2 separate regions of the Mus musculus genome follow, and region 2 is linked to region 1. The links are chromatin contacts, called in public HiCAR-type maps. All regions are on one chromosome and are shown on one strand. Each heading gives the region's core, a stretch centred on a gene start, on an enhancer-like site or on the middle of the called end of the contact. The rest is flanking DNA. Distances are from core to core; before and after follow the strand shown. Region 1 has its middle 180 kb from the start of Kcnj16. Region 2 has its middle 11 kb from the start of Kcnj16.

Region 1 (2,624 bases), core at 79-2,578:
AATGCTGTATCCTTTCAATACAGTTCCTCATGTTATGGTGACAACCCCAATCATAAACTTAATTACATTACTACTTCAAAACTGTAATTTTGCTACCATTATGAATAATAATTATGTGAATATCTGATAGGCAGGATACCTGGTATGTGACCCCTGTGAAAAGGTCGCTTGACCCCAAAGAGGTTGTGACCCACAGGTTGAGACCCACCATCTTAGCCCCTTCTGCCAAATGAGGACACAGTGACAAGTGTGTGTGGTGAGGATGCTAGCCCGAAACAGACAAACTCTTGGTGACTACAAACTCTAAGAAAACAGTATGATTTTATATATTTATATCTTTATGTGTTATTGATTGATAGATTGATCTTGTGTGGGGGATGAACAGGTGTATTCAGGTGGAGGGAGTATGTCAAGTGTCAGGTACCTTCCTCAATCATTTCTAACACTGATATATTTTTTGGAAATCATCTCTTTTTGGAAGTGATCCCCCACATAAATTTTGAGACAGAGTCTTATGAGTTCTGGAGCTGTTTGAACTGAACTGGCTGGCCTGCAAGCATCCTAGGGTCAGCTTATATACTCCACTCCAATCCTGAGATTACAAAATGCATGTCACCTCATCTGGTAATTTACATGGCTACTGGGTACCAAAGCCAGGTCCTCATGTTGTACAGAAAGAACTTTACCAAGTTATCTCCCCAGCCCAGAATCTATCTTGTCTTTATGCCTGCATGTATGTGATATTACTATAGTACTTTGAGATGACCAAGATCTAAAACATTTGAGTGTTGTTCCCAAATTGGACCATTGCCCATTATGCTCCATCACTTCCCTCAATGCCTGCCTATGACTTCAGTCACAGAACATCCAGTTTCACATGAGTGACCTGGACTCAGCACTGCTTTAATGTGTCTCCATCGGGAAAAAAAATTAATAAAAAATAAAAATAAATTTAAAAAAGGAAGAAAAAGAACTCGTCAGTGGCCTCCCTAATGTAAGCCAGGGCTACTGAGAATTCTTTTCCTGAGAAGAGAGGAGTCCCAGGAGGCATGGCATTCTTTGGACTAATGTCAAGTAAGTGTAAATTGAACAGTGTTCATGTTTGGACCTCTGGAATCTCAGAGAACCATCAAGTTCCAAGAGGTCCAAGAACTCCTGAGTGAAGCCTGCATCATGGCTTGGTCCTGACCTCTGAGAGGGCAGGAGGGTTTCTGCCCTTGGCACGGAAGGGCAATTCTGCCACCACATTTCCCATCCTTGGACTTCATCGGAGCTTTGATTTGCAGGCCACGAGGGAGGTGCTTTTGGGCAGTTCCCACTGAGCTATTTTTAGAGCTTGGCATTTGAGTGGGAGAGAGAGTTAGCCAGCTAGCAATACCACCGCCCACTGCCGAGCTGGTCTCTACGCAAGCCCCGTAGTAAACTTAGGTCATTTCCTCTTGTGATCCTCCAAAACTAGGCAGCCCCAGAAACTCTGAAGACAGCAGATACAGAGGCTATTAACTGATGCCTTCGTCTTCCTCATGAAGTGACGTTTTCCTTTCTTCCCACTCACTTTCATCTCCAATACTCTGAAATCGAATTTCAAAACAATGTATGTGTCTTGACGGGAAAAAAATAACAAGCTAAGATTCTGGATCACATACACTGCATGTTTAATTTTTACCTAGATGTTAACAGTTTGCTTCTAACTCCTGCTGAAAAAGCTAATCTCAGCAAATGCCATTCTTCGACCTCGCGGCGCTCACATGCTCGAGTGTCCATAGTCCTCTGCAGAGGGTACAGAGGGTTATGAGGAGACACTTCCTCTCTTAGCCGTCCATGTTCTATGATACTGGTCATGGAAGGCCCCCCCCACCCCCCATCAAATGCCTTTCTCCAGGGTTGCCTTCATGAGTGTGCGTCCTGGAAGGCTGCCCAGAGCCTTGAACCTCAGAAGGTAAAACAGCAGAGAAAAATCAACTTAAAGTAAGGAAGATCGATCTAACCTCTCTTCTGCCCATGGTCAGGGGGTTTCCGTTCTTTCAGGAGCATAGATGTGGAGGTGAGACATCACGGCAAGAAGCTTGTGGCAAAACAAAGCCTCTCAGATTGTGATGCCCAGGAAGGAAATAAATAAATAAATAAATAAATAAATAAATAAATAAATAAGAAGAAAGAAGCAGGCTCCTAGGTGCTGATGTGTCCAGTGAGGACATACCCATAATGACCTGACTTCTGTCCTCCTGATCCTGTCTCCTAAAGGTTCCATTGTTTGCAAGTAAGACCATCAGCTGGTCCCCAGACTATGACAAGATAGACTTCTAGAGGGACAGACATCAAAGCCATCATTGTAGCCTTCATCGAGGCAAGATCTCCATTTTGATGATTCATGTGCTTCTGGGATGAGGGATGCCTCTCTCTCTCTCTCTCTGTCTCTCTGTCTCTCTGTCTCTCTGTCTCTCTCTCTCTCTCTCTCTCTCTCTCTCTCTCTCTCTCTCTCCCCCCCCCCATTGGCACTTCACATTGAACTCTCCTCATCGGTGTTTCCAATGGTACTGAAAACAAATAAAGGTGGGCTGTTGGAGCCTTCTCAGTGGCTCAAGTGCCTGCTGGATCACGGAAAGACACAGTCTCTAAAACTC
Region 2 (2,624 bases), core at 61-2,560, 170 kb before region 1:
ATAGTCTATCCTCATCTGGCCTGTACTGTCTACTTTTGCTCCTGTGAAAATTGGGTCCCCAAAAACAGCCTTGTCCAACCAACTTGCTTGGGAGAGGTACTCCATGCGGCATTCCTGCGAACTCAGTTTGAAGTTTTCCAAAGACTTAAGCAAATGCCAATGTTATTATTGTCATTTCTCTTTAGGCTGCGGATAGAAAATATAGAGGAACCTTCACAGTACTGGCTGTGTGAAAAGTTACAAAACAAAATCTGAGTCACGGGTACTTAAACAAACATCCAAATCACAATTTTCTCTTTCTCTATAGAAGAACTATTTAGGAGAAAGTTTGATGTGTCCCCATGCAATTGGTCATGTGTTTCTTTTATTTTCCATTTTCATTTACTCTGTCCGTGTCCTTCCATTTTGTTTATCATCATAATGAAGATGGTTCATTGACTACTAATCAGATTCAGGTAGTTAGGAGAATTACTGAAAAAGGACTCCCCTTCAAAAAATTAAGCCAGAGGTCGGAAAAGGAGTGTTTCCATCTAATGTTACTTTACAACAAAGCTAGGCTTTATTACTTGATATTTATTATCAAATAAATAATAAGTAATATTATCACATTATTTGATATTTATTTTCTTTTTATTGTGTGCTTATGGGTGCTTTGCCCAACCATAAGGTAGATAGCTGTGAATTTTAGGTCAGCATGCTGCACCTAGCATATTCTAGCCAGCCAGAGCTACATAGTGTCATAGTCCTGTCTCAAAGGTGAAAATAAAAAAAAAAAAATAATAAAAAACATATGGGAGGAAGTTACAAAGCGTCAAAAAGGGTCAAAAGAGTGGGCGGCTATAAGATTGCTTAGCATTTGTGTGAAATCCTAAGAAGGACGACAAATTACTTTTTAAAATGTTAGATGAACATATGCTCACTGCACATGATGGTTAGTACATAGGACTGTAAGGCAGAATTCAAACCAGCCCCCCCCCCAAAAAAAAGAAAAAAGAAAAAGGACCCAGGGAAATACCGTCTTAGCGCTTCATTGACCTTAATTTCTTAAGTATTTGTGTCCAGTTCCAGTGAGCCAACAAGCAACAAGGATGATCTATTTTCCCCATCATCGAAGGCCTGTGAGAGAATAAACAGTGGTGGCTTTTCCTTTATCTCAGAGCTTTCAGGCTTGTAGAATTTTCTTTAAAGGGAGAAAAAAATTCCCTCAGAACAACTTCCCCATTCAGTCACGAAATCACTGCCATCAGCCTTTCTCCCAGTCCCCTTTGCACACAAGCAGCCAAAACAGGCTCAGCCCAGATTGCCTGCCCCATTTCACCAGCTCAGATTCTTTGACAGGGAGGGTTGTAAGTGATTACATTCTAAGTGGAGTCTAAAGGCTAAGTGCCCCAGCAAATGTTGGGGCAGCATTCTTTGGGCACAGTGAGCCAGCCGGCTGAGGTCAGGCAGAAGTAGCTTCGACCAGTTTCCCTCTCAAGGTCTTTTCCATGAAAGCAGCAGGGTAGATTGTAGCACTAGACCCAGAGGAACAGGAACAGGTGTTTCTAGTGTTAACACATCAGTGGTATCATATTCTCCTTTGTCATGAATATAATGTTAAGATTAGATTCAAATCAGTTAGAGCTGTGTGTTCTCTATAAATATTGGAGTAGTAAGTTTTCATCTCTTTATCTACACATAGATTTAATAAACAGAGATTAGAAAGAGTTGTTACTTGCAGTTGAAAGCCTAGTTTATGGATAAACATTTCCCCTCATTCCAAGCAAGTTAAACTTACTTAATAGTATGCCTTCAGGTTGTAGACTACCAAAGTCCTGGAAGCACGGTAGTTTTATGCTCCAGTAATTTGGACACTGTCTTCCCAAGTCACTTTAGAGTGCTACTGAATTGAATAACAAATTGATGTGGCAGGAGGGTCTTAAAGTGTTGTTTCTTGTCCAACAGTAGAAGCCAGAACAACAACAAAAACATAAAACTGCTCTTACTTCTGGTCATCACAAAACTACTACTTAAACAATACACAACTCAATTCCAAAACAAAAGTGTAGGCAACCAGTTGGTTTAGCTTACCACCTCCAGCTTATCTTTTGGAATACCTGAAATTAAGAGGGACATATAAGTCACATAACATGGTCCTTAGCAAACAGCACAAAGCCTGATGTGTGCTTGGCATTTAACAACCATTCTATGCCTTTGTAGATCCGGAAAGATAAGTCAGAAAGAAAAACAGACAGGCAGACAGACAGGCAGAGAGAGACAGAGAGAGAGAAAGAGAGAGAGAGACAGGAAGGAAGGAAGGAAGGAAGGAAGGAAGGAAGGAAGGAAGGAAGGAAGGAAGAGAAAGAATCAGAAGCATAAATTATTGGCTTGGTGTGTGTGTGTGTGTGTGTGTGTGTGTGTGTGTGTGTGTGTGTGTGTGTGTGTTTGCATTTACCCTGCACCACCATCAGATGCTAGGCTCAAGGAAAGCGCAGACACACTGCTCAGAAGGTGGGAAAATGCAGCCTAAGATGTGGGAGGCTGAAACCGTGGTTCCCTGACCAGCAGCTTCCAGACTCCACTCCCCACAGCCATTCTTGATGAGACTGTCCATGGTTCCAAACTGTTTATTGATTGTTCATTCT

The links. HiCAR-type assays count read pairs that join an accessible place to other places.
Region 2: a HiCAR-type map of kidney shows a contact between it and region 1, with 2.2 times the contacts expected there. The contact joins two enhancer-like sites. A contact is called at or near these places in 1 of 115 datasets of contacts at active chromatin or transcription factors (kidney) and 1 of 9 other capture datasets (pancreatic islet).

Annotation. Positions count from the first base shown.
Region 1 is chr11:110,814,060-110,816,683 of GRCm38.p6, reverse strand. No RefSeq gene overlaps it. Among named protein-coding and RNA genes, the nearest start is that of Kcnj16, 180 kb to the left of the region's middle. Within about 2 kb of position 1,328, at least 2 of the 459 cell types and tissues checked have an H3K27ac peak or open chromatin away from gene starts, as enhancers often do. A contact at or near this core is called in kidney, where this site is marked.
Region 2 is chr11:110,984,922-110,987,545 of GRCm38.p6, reverse strand. It overlaps a transcript of Kcnj16 not described here. Among named protein-coding and RNA genes, the nearest start is that of Kcnj16, 11 kb to the left of the region's middle. Within about 2 kb of position 1,310, at least 15 of the 459 cell types and tissues checked have an H3K27ac peak or open chromatin away from gene starts, as enhancers often do. A contact at or near this core is called in kidney, where this site is marked.